3 separate regions of the Mus musculus genome follow, and all the other regions are linked to region 3. Evidence: chromatin contacts called from public HiChIP or PLAC-seq and promoter capture Hi-C data. All regions are on one chromosome and are shown on one strand. The core of a region is the stretch at or near the end of the contact, and the rest is flanking DNA. Distances in the headings are between cores, read along the strand shown.

Region 1 (4,482 bases), core at 1,213-3,712, 730 kb before region 3:
TTCAATTCAAATATTACATGTAAAATATCTTAAAGCTTCAAGAGACAAGGGAATAACACAGTATGCTGGTCACTGTATTAGCTTCATCTATTTTTAGTTCATTCTGCAATCATTTTGTTGTTCATTGTGTGCACAGCCAGATGTAAAGCAATCATTGAAAGAGATCCAACAGGAATATTTTCAACTTTAAAATCTCTCAAAATGAGTCTCATTTCAGTTTTTATGCAATCCTTTCTTATATTCATCACTCTAATGTCCTTTCTTAAAAGGAGAGACTTTTGACTTTTCCTCTTCTCACAAAATTTCCATCAAATTAGGCACTGTGATCCATTCATTCCATATATACAACAGTCTTCATTTCATTCAGGGCCTTACAAGCCCTTATCTAGATTATCTAAGAACCCACAAAAGAATTTTATTTCTTGTGTTTCTAAATTGCATTCTAACATCTTAAGTATGAGTTTCAGCATTTGCCCCTTTTGCTCTGCCTGTTTCAGTAGCTTTCTTGACATCCTGGATTGCCAGCGGGACTTAGACATATTTCTTTTCAGTTTGCCAACAAGTCTGCTGATCATTATCTATTGTCAGACTGAATTCAAGTTATCTCATTTATCTTGAGTGTATCATCTATGCTCATTTGTCTTCTTTAGTTGGAACTTTTATTCACATTCTTAACCTACTGATTGATTTTGTTAACTTGACATAAACCTAGACATATTTTAGAAGAGGAAGTCTTATGTGAGAAAATTCCTCTATAAGTGTTTGAAATACTTTCTTGATTAATGATAAATATGGAAGATCCCAGACCAGTGTGAGCATTGCTACTTTGAACAGGTGGTCCTGAGTTTTAAAGAAAGCAGGCAAAGCAAGTTTAAGAAGCCAACAGGTGAGTAGTATATACTGATCAGTAATACATTCTGATTCAGCTTGGAAAAATGAACTCCACAGAGGATGAAACAATAGAGAAGCAAAGATACTAAGAAGCAATCCATGGTCTCTGCTCCAGTTCCTGCCTCCAGGTTCTTACACTGAGTTCCTGCCAAGACTTCTTTCAGTGATGGAGTGTAACCTGAAGGTTGTGAGAATGAAATAAACCTTTTCTTCCCCCAAGTTGCTTTTGGTCATGAGCTTTTAGCACAGCAATAGAAATCCTAAGACATACCTTTTCTTCAGAGTTCACTTGAAATTCTTTCATCAGACTTAATACCATCTATTTTTTTTCTATTCTCAGAGTAACCTTTTGAGGGTGGTATTACATTTGACTCATTTATTTAGTATCTATGTCAATATATTTGGAGCTCTGTAAGGAAGAAAACGTGTTTTATTCATCTTAAAACTACCACCATCTCATTTCTTCCATCTGGAGTATTCTGTGTGTTCATTGGATTAGAGCAGGCATTTGCTAAAATGTTGGAATGGAAAGATAAGTGCGTGGTTTTATATTCATGAGCTATTCTTAGCTCCGCAATACTTATTTGTAAGATAAAGTGATAGTTTTAATTACCATATTTTACTAAAGTTGCACGTTTAAAGATAATCAGTGACCTCTTACTTTTTGTCCCTACTCTCCTTGGACTCTGTTACTGGATTTTTCCCTTTGTTCATCCTTTTGAATTTTGTAAAGTCTGAGAATTCTTCTTACTATATGTTTTTGTTAGGGTTTCTTTTGGTATGAACCAAGACAATTCTTATTAAAAACAACATTTAATTGGGCTGGCTTACAGTTTCAGAGGTTCATTCAGTTCATTGTCATCAAGGCTGAAAGCATGGCAGTGTTCAGACAGGCATGAAGCTGGAGGAGCTGAGAGTTCTACTCTAGTTCCAAAGGCAAACAGGAAAACACTGGCATCCTCAGGCAGCCAGGAGGAAGCTCTCAAAGACCCCCTCTACAGTGACACACTTCCTCCAACAAAGCCACACCTCCTATTAATGCCACTTCATCGGTTAAGCATATTTAAACAACCACACTACATGTAGTTGCATCTTCAGCTATTACTCCTCTCTCAACAACTTTTCACATCTATGCATCGAGCACTGTCTTCCTTTGAACCCAGTCAGAGTTCCAACTGTCTCTTCCAACACAAAGCTTACACTTTAATTACACTTTAAAAATCTTTAATATATACTTTTATCGCATCAGCTAGTGTTTAGAGCAGCAGAAGGCTGCTATTTTGATTTTTCACAATTTATTTATCACTATCTTGGTAATTATGCTTATTTTTATGTTGAAGAAATCATGTATATCTTATCCTTGGTTGTAAGTTTCTCATTCCCCACAGCTCTGTGAACTAGGGCTGAATTTATTAGGATAGTTTAGTACTTGCTTTAGAATTATACAACAAAGTAAGGTAAGAGAAAAAGAGGACAAATATTAGAAATTTTGTTTCTTTAGTTAGTATCTGCTGGCCCTAGAAATGAGAGTCATATCAGACCTACTTGTGGTCATGGCATGGAAAGTGAAAGTAAGCCCAAGGCACTAAGCTGCCTCACAAACCTCCTTTATTGCCTGGGTGTCCCAACAGCTATTATCTTACTACTGGAAACCTTTTCCCCTCTAGAGTTTCTCATTTCTGGAAATAGCACAGTGATCCACTCTTTTCTCATTTCAATATGTAGAAGTCCTTATCAATACTTCCTTCATACTCCCATATGCTATATTTAGTGAAACTCATGACATTGTTCCTATGATTTCCAGGAAATTTCCAAAACCTTTGTTCCAGTATCCATTCCATTGCTTCAGCATGATTCCCAGGCACTAGCATTTCTTATCAGTGCTACAAAAACGGTTTCAAGTTAGTCTTTCCTTGACTTATCAAATCAATTGATATTTGAAATTTTTACCTTCATGTTTAAAAATATTTCAAAGATATCCAAAACATTTATATGGACCACAATCTATAGAATGAGCTATCATTTTCTTGAGTTTTAACCTTTACTGAATTTTACTGGAGCTTTTCAAACGTACAAAATTCTTCCTCCTACAAGGACCTGACATGTGATGCTTCATTTTCTTGTAGTCTCCTTATTCCCTATTTGAATGGTGCCCATTCATGACTCAGTTTGCTGCTTCAGTATTCATTGTTGCTTCATGGAAGTGTCCATCAACTTTCTTAAGTGAGTCATGCTATCCTCACTTTTCTTATTGCATTGTGACTAAACAGATAATATTAATCTACTTCAATAATATAAACAATGGAAAAGGTAAAGCCTTTGCATTATCGTGGGACTTTTTTTTTCTGATTCTCTAGTACAATAAAGCATAGCACAACATTTGATACATAATACAAGGGTGGATACTTCATGAAAAGGTGTACCACTGAAAACATTCATTATCCTGCCTATCACAAATGGATTTTCAGTTTGGTGTTCCTGATTCAGAACGCTCACCAATCTCTATAACCCAGGCAGAGTGTGAGTCTCTATCTCCACACCCTATCTTCAGCATTTTCCACAGTCCATAGCCTGCTACATTTTGAAGATTCTGCTTCCTTGAGGTTTATCACAGCAGCAATTTTTACTGCCATTCTCAGTGGTGTTTCCTCTACTCTGATCATTAATTTTAGCAAGAAAGGTAGGAATAACCTCTTTGTTTCTAATTCTTTACACTTATTTACATGGTTATTAAAAGAATAGATTAGACATGTGGATTTTATTCTCAGAAACTTTAAAATAATTTAATGGTCATTCCTTACTAACACAAATGCAATTCTAATATCATCATATAGGGCCATAGTTATCAATGCTTAGACTAAGACTACTCTTGATTTTTTGTGCATTTTGTGCTCTGGCACCAACATTCTCTTTGCTATTCTCTGACTTTCATGGGCTATACTTTCACCAACTTGACATGACATACTTTTCTCATTTTTCTTGTATCCTCTGTATTTGTATTTGTGTTTACTAGGAGGTAGTCTAATGTGTGGTTAAAGTGACTTCTCTGTGGGTGGATTAGGAGGTTTAAAGCATGGGTTTGTAGCTTTTAGAAAGCTACTTAAATTGTTTCTCACTGTTTCTTTCTTAACTAGATTCATGAGTGTATAACTCAAATCATTATTTAAAATATTAAATAAAAGAGTAGACATCAATCACTTAGATGAACCCCAGAGCCAAATGCTCATAGTTTCTTGCATTTATTTTTGGACCATCAGTTGGGTGTAGAACCCAGTGTGCTACCAGTTGTCAAAATGATTTTCTAGGGAAATTACACTTCCCTTCATGTATTAAAGCTTTGTTTTTATGAAAAGCTACTTTTATAATACCAGTTATATTAAAAAACAAACAGAAAAAAGACAATGGATGATAAGTGATCTGAATTTTAAAATAGGAAAAACTATGTGGTAAACATGATCAACTGCACTTTCCAACTCTACAGGAATTTTGTACAAGCAATGTGAAAATGTACCATAAAACATGAATAGGTATTGAAGGGCTTTGTTACCAAAATACAGTTAATTGTGCACTAAGGGGAAACAATTATACTAT
Region 2 (4,952 bases), core at 1,110-3,609, 780 kb before region 3:
TACTAGAATCTTAGATGACTTGAATTCATATAGTTTGTTTGTTTGTTCATTTGGTTGATTTTTGAGAGAAGGCTTTATGCAGCCCAGGCTTGTTAGACACATACTAAGTACCTGGAGCTGGCCTTGAATTTCTGACCCTCTTGTTTCTACCTTCTGAGTTTTAGAAACCCAGGCATGTGCCACTGTGCCTGGTCTACAAGATGCTTGAGATACTAGGCAATAACTCTACAATCTAGGTCACTTTCCCAGGTCCTGAGTTTATGATTAGGGGCCAATTCACATTTACCATAGTACATGTATTATAGATAGTATATTAGCAAATTTGTCTATTATGCAAGATTTACAATTCTGTATTTTAAGAAGCTGACTTTCAAAAGGGTGGCAAAAATATTTCAAGTGAAGCTGTTTTCTTAGTCTTCTGCTTGCTACCCATTTCTATCTTGTTTCTGTCAGGGAGACTTCTAAGGATGAGCACAGTGAAAACGGGACTAAAAATGTGGAATAATTGGGCTGGTATTAAGCTTATAATGATAAAAGGTGATTGACAGAAAAATTAGCCAAACTCAATTCCCAAAATTAATATAAAATTTAATGAAGCACATTTTATTTTATCCTGCTAGAAGAGAAAGAAAACTTCTTAGTAAGTACATAGAAATAAGAATCTCAGTTGCCTTTTCCATTCCCTAAAAAGACTTCAAATAAAAGCCTAAAGCTCACACAACTAAGGTATCAATATTTTCTGTAAGATTTTAAGAAAAATGTTTTCTAAAATCTTATAAATTTAAACAATACTCTTAACAAAATTCATTCAATCACAGACACAGTAAAATTACCATTAGAAAATAATAGCGAAAGTTAGTTTTAAATGGATGAGTCTCATCATTTCATTTGCAAATTGGCATTTACAATTTAATAAGACCATACTCCTAATCTGGGCAAGAACATACTTGGACATTTATAAATAAATATACTTCTTTTAAATGGACTGCAAATGTAACTTTCTGCATTTCCAGTTATTCTCTTTGGCCAAACTAAGAGTCTTGAATATTTATTGTTAACAACTGGAAATATGTGAAATGAATTGGAATATCAGATAATTTTACCAAAAGAAAAATTACACACAGACATTTTACTATATTAATGTTAAACTTTGGCTATTGGTTCATGCAATTTTGGCATGATAGAATTACAGTTTGTCTTTATCCAGACTCATCTATTATTAAAACAAAAGTCTCATCTGTGAATGATGGTACTGAGTCAGAATTGTGATGCAGCAGAGAATAAAGGGAATAGTGAATCATCCAAGCAGTACAGTACTTGGATGCTTAGAGGCAGGCTGAATATTTGAAATACTCAACCAACATTGAAGCTGTAAGATTTTGCCATGTAGGTTTATGTCTGTTCCTCAGAGTAACCCTTCTAAAAGTGATACTTTGAGGAGCACACAGCATCAGTCCAGACTGATCTGTGGATGCCATGGCTTTCTAATAGAGGCAGTGCTTCCTGTAGCAACATTACAACATGGTAACTCCCTAGAAGTCAGCGTACCTTGTAGGTAACTCTGGTGTCGGGGGCACCACCGGGCAGCTGGGCAAGTCGGTTATTTCAATAGCCCTCAATCTCTAATGTAAATATAACAATTATACAATAAATATTGAAGAAACATATGCAAAGAAAAGCTAAATAACACCAGCATAAAAACAGAATATAAAGGAGCTGCTATCATATGCAATAATCTTCTATTTTAATAACCCACTTAAAACTAATAAGTCCTTTTATTTTGAATGACATGTACAAATCTGACCACAATTGCTTCCTTGGGACAATCAATGAGAATCTCTTCTCTGTATGTATAGATATACAAAATAAAGACAGATGAACAACAAAATAAATATTTAACTTGAAAATAACATGATGATATGCATAACTCTTGCTACTATTTCTTTTATGCTATGACTGTATGATTTTATTTTCAAGAAATAAATCAAAATGTAATTTTCCCATTATCTTAGTGAGTTTTACAGATGTTTATCTTTTCCTGAATAGATCAAGTAATAGGAACTGAATTTAAAAATGTGTATCAAACTAAATGTGTTAATAGGAACACATTCAGATCTTTCTATAATGTTTGCTCCTTAATGCAACTAATGTAAGTTTCTGTTTGAATAGGTTTCATGAAACAATTATGCAATCAGCATTTTGTAAAATACAGGCAAAGCTATACAAATATGCATGAAGTTTAGACGAGAATTCAATGAAGCTTTATATGGATTGTAATATCTTCACTGATAGACAAGGCTTTTTGTTGCCTCACTAAAGAGCCTCTTTTATGCTTGAGGACCTAATTTACATAATCAAATGCATCTACTTATAAGCACAAAGGATGTACTGGAAAAGAGAATTCATGTGATTTCTAAAGCTGGCATTATTGAGTGGAGGCTGTATTTAGTTTATGTTTTTCCTCACTATAATACATAAAAATCCATATTTATAAGGTGCTTAATATTTTATAAAATGCCATTTTAGGAGCTATGGTTTCAAATAGACAGAGGCTACAAAATTCTGCTGAAAATGGCTGTACTTATGAATTGCAGAGAAAACTAATTAAAAACCCCTGCTCTTAATATAATAGGGTCAGAATTACAAAATGTGATTCCACAAATTGCCATGTAAGCTTGCAAATTGATCCACCTAGATTGTAGTGTTCATTGCATGGTAGCAGTGTGAGGCAAAATGAAAAAGAAAAACTCACTTTCTCAGCCATTTCATGAGAGTGATGCAGGGAATGTTCCCTTTCTGAGAACATCCTCCTTTGCTCATAGCTGGCTAGACGACAAGTGAGCCAAGAGGAGACAGTGCAGCCCCCAATGCCGATACATGCCAAAGACATGGAAGCGAGATGCAGTGGGTACAGGGAGGAGGTCTTTTTTGTGACTGCCCGAAGAAACTGAAAATTCAGGATGCCTCCAATGAGTCCACAGATACAGCACGCTGAAAAGAGGATCATCTAAGAAAAAGAAGAAAAGGGAAGTTAAAGTTGATAAGGCTGTGATGTCCAGAACATAGAGCCTGATGTTGCTGCAGGCTAAGAATGGTGAACCTTCAATGAAAAGAATACTCTTTCTTTGTTTATAAGGAGGTAGAACAGGTGTGCCTGTCAGTAACGACTTCATTCAGTCTGACATAATGTTGATAAAGTACATCATAGAACTTCCAAAATGGAACCAATAGTATATCTTATGATACTCTGAAGGAAACCAAATTTAGCTTTTGGCTAGTTTCAGATGAAAATAATAACCATGTCCTATATGCATGCTTATTGTGTGAAGAACAGATATCAGCTGCATGATTCCTAATACAATATAACTGTATTATGCACGTATGAGATATTTGTACAATATGTTGTATAATACAATAGTAATAGTATTAGTGCATTTGGAAGAATGAATAGTGATCAGGTCAGATTCTTTGACTTAAATTCAGCTTTATTTTGTTATCTTTTCTAAGCATCCAAGTATCTATAATTTTCAACCTCGGTGAACTTTGGGAATTTATCTCAATCTTCTTTTTTTCTTCATTACTTTCTTGTATATATCTTCTAATAGGTATCTTAGGGACTTTCTATAACCTGGCCCAGCACCATTCAATTATTTTTGTTGTTCTCTGGCACCACCGTGAACTGTTACAGTGTTGTTTGATTGAGTGTGGTTTTTACTGTTGATCTTACATTTGGCTTAACACGAGTATCTATTTATAAAGATAAGATGTTAACTCAACCTAAAGAGGATCCTTGGCGGCATGTGCTTTCTGTGTAGTAAATATCCTTTGAATACTTAATAAATTTAGTTGACTATTTATAGAGCTTCATAATAACTTTATGTGCTTTAAGCAACTGGTTTAAATTACCTTATAGGATTTAATAGATCTTCTATAAGGCTGTACTAACTTATTACCCAGTCATATTTTTATTTTATGGAACACGGTAGCCAATTACACTCCTCTCCCTGGTCCTTGGGACAAAACATTAGGCCTCTTACATGCTAGGCATGGACTACTTTGTACCTGTACAACTGTACTATCCCCACCCAAGCCTTTCTTGCCCATTGATACACATTTTATCTCAAGGACACTTATATTTTCCTGGAAGTAATTTTGCTTTTTCTTTGGACCGACCCCTAGCAGGAAAAATAAGTCGTAACTTTTTCAGAAGGCCTTACTGGACATTATTGATATTATCTGTTGTGTTAATTCTTTAGGGAAAACAGTTTTATAACTTACTTTAGTGTTTATTTTTACATTATAAGATATTGTTTGTTATCAGTAGTTAGTTGAGTTCAACAATTATTTTTTGAGTATCTAGTACCTACTGACCCTAAGTGAGAGCTTCTATATCATGAGTAATCTTGTGTTAATACTCTTGAGTGTAATGAAGTTTAACATATAAGCATGACATGGTCAATGGGGGTGGAGGGAGTGGAAGGGAGAATAGGCTGATTTAGGAATAGAGAGAGGAAAAAATTATTCAAATAGTATTGTAAGCAATTTCCTTGAATGAAGTTCCAGGCGAGGCAATGAATGTATGAAGCACCACTAAATAAAGTTTGACAGGCAAAGCTTTCTATTAGTACAGTTATTTGTTTCATTTTTCCAACTTAATTCTGCTTTACTTATTGTGATTATGTCAGGGTACTTATTATCAGGACTGAAGATCTTATGATGGAGGAATACAATCTTTGTATATTTGATTTAATATAGCATTGAAAATTGATTACCAAATCACCAAATCATCCCATCTAGTGGCAATATGCATTTCAAAATTTAAGTGGAATCAACCAGTTACAGCCTATTTTAAATAATACTCATTTGCCTTGCAGTTTCTTGAGTATATATTTTGGTGTTTACTAATTCACAGATAATACTAAATGGTTATACACTGTAGCATTCAACTAAGG
Region 3 (4,959 bases), core at 115-2,614:
CGCTGACAAGACCTGGAGAGGCAATGCTACTACTTCCTTGGCTGTCCAGTTTAGCAACGCTTTAGCCTCACCCAAAACTGCAAAACTGAATTGCAAGCTTGTATTCATTCACTCTTCTGCTGCCATCTGCAACTTCTTGTTTCCTTTTACTGAGAAGGTGGCGTTTAAGGTCAAAAGATCCATTGTAACCAACAAAAGGCCAAAGAACCACAAACAGACCCTGGGAAAAAGCTAGGCTGCCCCTTTCAGGGCTGAGGGTCTACAAAAGGAACAACGAAATATATCTGACAGTAGAATACATCTTGTCTAAATCTCCAAAGTCTGGGAAGACCTCAGACAGATTTGGGATCAGACACAGGGCAAGGTCTTAAGGCTGCAAGGAAAGCGGGCAGTGAATACTCTGAGAGCAGTGTTGGGGGAGGGGAGAGGCCCCCGAAATCTACTTTGTATTCAGCAGCTGCGGGCCAGTAAGGATTCCTGAACAAAGGAGCACGCGGCAAGAGGATGAAATGTTGGGGTTCATGCTGCCACTCGAGCTGCGAGAAGTTTTCCACCTATACCGTTATGGAAGCGTTGGAACTCAGAATTGGGGGGCGAGGGGGTGAGAGAAAAGAGAACTCAGCATGCGATTCCTGTTGCGCCACTACGCACCAGGAATTCTTGAGAACGATGGGAATGGCAACTATTAGATTCGAGGGGGGAGAAAAAAGAGCTGGAGTGAGCAAAACAAAGAGCGAGTGTGGGCCGCGGTGACTTCATGCCTCACCAATGTCCCGCCCACGCTACTCCGAGCTGGAGCTGTTTGCTGCTTCTGCTGCTGCTGCTGTCCTGGGCCGCCACTGCGCTTGCTGGCGACCCAAGCAAGGAGCACTGTAGCGTGGGGAGGTTTCCTAGCAACTCTCAGCTCGGAGCACGCCCAGCCACCCGAAAGCTGGGAGCCCCCACGGGGGACCACAGAACTAGATCACCCCATCCCTGCCCATCGCCTGCCTCTCTTCCCTCTCATCCCAGAACGCATCAGCTGCCAGGGTTCTGGGTGGCCAGACGCCTGAGCCGACAGAGTCCGAGAAAGGACAAGGGTACGCAGCTCCCTCCCAGCGAGGTGCATGGAACATCCCCTTCTAGCCCAGTAAGCAACTGGGATGCCTTGTTGGTTGCCCGCGAGTGCAGACAGGAGCTTCTAGGGAGCTCGCGGAGCTGCTTCCCCAAGCTGCTGGCACCCGTGTCTCCTCTCCCGCCAATCGGAACGCTGCCGCCTGAACCTCTGCTAGCTGCGACTAAGTGGAGTTGGCCTCCCTGCCCACCTGTGGAAGAAGCTAGCACCGACTGATGCGCCAGCAACTCCCCCACCCCCTTGGCCTTCTAGCCGTCCCCTCCCACTAAAGCAGCATCACCCTGTGAATTACATTAGGGTGGTTTTCCCCCCAGCCTCAGGCTTTGTTTGGGTTTGATTGTGTTTGGCTCTTCGCTAAGCTGATTTATGCAGCAGAGCCCCATCGGCTGGGGAGAAACAAAAGCTCTTTTCTTTGTCTGGGAGCGGACTGTGGAGCCCGTACTTGCTTCGCCCCCGCGGGCCATCGGCTGTCCAAGGAGGTGCTTTTTGTTGAGACTGCAAGCCCCGCCGTGCGGAGCTGGGAGGGCCTTAAGGGCCCTGAGATGCAGAGAGCTGCCCTGGACCGAATACCTGTATCGCCTACTGAGAGCAACTGGGTCGGCCAACCCGGCCTGTCGAAAAGGTCCTAGGGACTCGCAGCCCACGGGCCTCAAGGTGCGCTCTCAAGTCGGGAGAGCGCATCAGGAAAGCAACTAGGCAGTAGGCACCGGGCGGGCTGCTTTGCATTATGTGCGGCTCGGCCCTGGCTTTTCTGACTGCTGCACTGCTCTCTCTGCACAACTGCCAGCGAGGTCCAGCCTTGGTTCTTGGGGCAGCCTGGGTATTTTCACTTGTTCTCGGACTGGGCCAAAGTGGTAAGTTATTTTACTTTGTTTTCTTCCCTTCTCCCAAAGTCTTGGGCTGGTATTGAGAGCTTATGGCCTGGGCATCCCTGACAGGTAAGTGGAAGATGTCAGTCCTGGTCAGTCCTGCTGAGACTTCAGGAGGGCAGGTGTGTAACAAAGTTCTCCATAAAGAAGCCAGGTATCAGGCATTTTCACCCCTAAGTGACAGCAATAGTCCACAGTGCTGGGAAAAGTTTATTTGAGTTGAAGTTTGGGAAAGAGTCTGTTGTACTTACAGAATGCAGTTTGGGGGTTCCAGTATTTCCTGAGGATATCACTATATAGTCTGTATTCCCCAACTTTTCACCTTAGGGGTGGAGCATCATCCACTAAGAGCCTGTGGCTAAGATGGTTTATAAAAGGAAAGAGTCTTTCATTTATTGGTCTAAGAAAGAACAAGTTTCTTCTGCCATAACATTCAGCTTGAATGAATTAATGCCCTTGAGGAATATCCATTCATGGTTTAAGCCACTGCCCTGCGGAGGGGTGGGATTGTTAAATTATTGTGGCTAAATGATCTGTCCCCTAAGTTTGGTCTCTGTTACCAAGAGGTCACCTCTCTATAAACTTTTATTGTCTTCATCTGTAAAACAGATATAGATGCCTACCTTTCCCAAGTCATTTCTAGTCAGACAGTGCATGAGAGGGGGCTTGGCACTTTAACATGTTAGCATTGTATTCTTGGTGACTCATGAAACAGAATAAGTAATAATAACAATCTAAGGATTAAATTTACCATAGAGGCCAAATGTTTTTTTTTTTTTTTTTTGCAGATGGAGTTACCATTGCCTTATTTATTTATTTATTTATTTACTTACTTACTTACTTTTCCCTTCGGGTTACTAATCCCTTAAATTTTATTAGAGACTTACTGTAGTCTCTCAACCTTAAAGGAGTTTTAATTAATAGCCTCACTTCTGTTGTAAAACTGAAATTTAGTCCTTTACTTTAAATTGGTGTGCTGGCTTTCTTCCTGAAGTTAACTAAAGTAAATACTTATATGTAAAAGTTTATAATAGAGAAGCCCAGGCAATTTCTTCTAATTATTGCATATATAGTTGTCTAGCATTAGTTTTGGGTGAGATTTTCCTAGTTGTATCAAACAGGACAAACTAGAGTCAACTTTCATTTTGTAGTTATTTTGAGACTTTGAGATTTCAAAATAAATGAAACCTAATACAAAGGAAAGAGTCACACTCCTTATCAAGTATCTTTTGAATGGAACATGTGTTTGCCACAGCAGATTTTCCACTGAGCTTAATTCCACCCTATGTCAGTAAATAAAGTGTTCTCCTAGATTTAGTAAACATTCGCACCAATAAACTGACCAAAACTTATGTCAACAGAATATATTTTGTTCCAAAGAAAGTCTCACTCACCTTTAATCTTTGCTAATAACAAAGGTTTTTAAAAGTTCATTGTGCTTGTAGAGATAAGTCAAGTTCCTGTGTACCAGCAAGATATTTCCATCCAGTGACTATTATTGATTTGAAGCAAGTATTATGAATGGGCTGCCTTGCACCTGCTGACCTGAAAAGTGAATGCTTATCTGAAATCAAAACAAGGCATCCTTTTCCCAGTCCCTGTCAATATACAAAAGCTTCTGATGTATAATGACTTGCATGGTAGTTTAAAACATGAAAAAAAAATTATAGCCAGTACTACTCAGCAAATTAGAGATCACTATAAACAGCTGTACTTTGTGATACAGCTACAAGTCTTAAATTACAGGTCTTACTGTGCAAATTAAATGCTTAAAGCAGAATAGAAATTTAGGTATCGGTTACAAAGGAAATCTTGTTCCCATGCCCAGTAGTTTACACCAAGAAGATGCTGAGGGCAATAAAGCCATAGTAAGAAGACTATAGCTATATATCACTTCAGTTTTATTTTTAAAGAACAATTTATACAAATGTACATTAGACTTATAGTAGTGTGAGCAGAGAGAGTTGAAGGTGGCTGAATACTGTGGGTAGAGTATATTATGAATGAGATGCAAAGATTTCTGATGTAGACATCACTCTAGTTCCTTTTAATTTTCCTTTGCAAAAACTAATGGAGACTGAAGACAATTGAAATCATCAATGCCAACATTAAAAAGCTGGTCACTAATGTTTTTCCATTAAATAAAAAATAGTTAATATTGAAGAGTTATTGCAGCAACATTTTATTTCTACACTTGCTAATTTTAAAAGATTAAAACTAATTTGTCACCCAATTACATAGCAATAGAAAAATGATACATCTCAAAACTCACAATTTCTTTAACAAATGGTAGCTATTATTGCAATGAGATTTCATTTTCTTTTTATTTAGCTATTGTACTTTTTCCATTACAACCAATCTACAGAATGAGCTTTGCTTTGTGACAACAGTATGACTTTCCCTGAAATAGATTTCATCATATCAAGTATTCTCTGAATATCCTCAGTTTTAGTGTGTGTGTGTGTGTGAGAGAGTGAGTGTGTGTGCGCACGCACTCATGTATGCATGAATGCACAGCAATGATTTTGCATGTGGGGGGTGCATATATGCGTGGGTATGAATGCATGTGGATGAATATGCATTTGGAGGCCTGAGGTTGATGTCGAAACCATACTACATTGCTCTTTTACCTTATTCATTGAAGCAGAGTCTCTCAGTCAAAACCAGAATTCACTGATGTGGCTAGTCTTGTTAGCCAGATTGTTTCTGAGGATTCTGTTCCCATTTCCCAAGTCTAGAATTATAAGCAATTAACATGCCAACTGGACATCTATATGTGGGCTTCTGGAGATCTAGCTATGCAAGCATGTTAACCACTGAGCCATCTCACTAGCCTCCAAAATTCTTTAGCTAGTCTTCTATGTCACTTTCATACAATGTGTATGTAGTAATTCTGTCTTTAGGTGACAAAGACACTTTGGGGTCTGTTTAAAAGTCATCCATGCTTGCCTTACATGTGAAAACAAGTAGCTGATA

What was found. Promoter capture Hi-C pulls out the DNA fragments that hold promoters and counts their contacts. HiChIP or PLAC-seq counts read pairs in DNA pulled down with a chosen protein or histone mark.
Region 1: a promoter capture Hi-C map of pre-B cells shows a contact between it and region 3, with 4 times the contacts expected there. The contact joins the enhancer-like site here to the promoter of Itgb8 in region 3. A contact is called at or near these places in 15 of 39 promoter capture datasets (the 3T3-L1 cell line, 3T3-L1-derived adipocytes, the HPC-7 cell line and 12 more), 3 of 484 Hi-C or Micro-C datasets (bone marrow-derived macrophages, cerebral cortex and cortical neurons), 4 of 115 datasets of contacts at active chromatin or transcription factors (astrocytes, differentiating embryonic stem cells, fibro-adipogenic progenitors and 1 more) and 2 of 9 other capture datasets (adipose tissue and macrophages).
Region 2: an H3K4me3 HiChIP or PLAC-seq map of embryonic forebrain shows a contact between it and region 3, with 5 times the contacts expected there. The contact joins the enhancer-like site here to the promoter of Itgb8 in region 3. A contact is called at or near these places in 15 of 39 promoter capture datasets (the 3T3-L1 cell line, 3T3-L1-derived adipocytes, the C10 cell line and 10 more), 7 of 115 datasets of contacts at active chromatin or transcription factors (astrocytes, embryonic brain, embryonic forebrain and 3 more) and 1 of 9 other capture datasets (liver).

The regions. Positions count from the first base shown.
Region 1 is chr12:119,963,546-119,968,027 of GRCm38.p6, reverse strand. All of the region lies in intron 1 of Tmem196 (transmembrane protein 196), which reads right to left. Among named protein-coding and RNA genes, the nearest start is that of Tmem196, 20 kb to the right of the region's middle. Within about 2 kb of position 2,462, at least 2 of the 459 cell types and tissues checked have an H3K27ac peak or open chromatin away from gene starts, as enhancers often do. A contact at or near this core is called in pre-B cells, where this site is marked.
Region 2 is chr12:120,012,803-120,017,754 of GRCm38.p6, reverse strand. Tmem196 (transmembrane protein 196) reads right to left here. Exons shown (of 5, transcript NM_001294154.2): 3 at 2,753-3,007; 4 at 1,549-1,622. Among named protein-coding and RNA genes, the nearest start is that of Tmem196, 69 kb to the right of the region's middle. Within about 2 kb of position 2,359, at least 33 of the 459 cell types and tissues checked have an H3K27ac peak or open chromatin away from gene starts, as enhancers often do. A contact at or near this core is called in embryonic brain, embryonic forebrain and oligodendrocyte precursor cells, where this site is marked.
Region 3 is chr12:119,234,681-119,239,639 of GRCm38.p6, reverse strand. It overlaps Itgb8 (integrin beta 8), which reads left to right and starts at 1,364. Exons shown (of 14, transcript NM_177290.3): 1 at 1,364-1,968. The coding sequence starts at 1,842.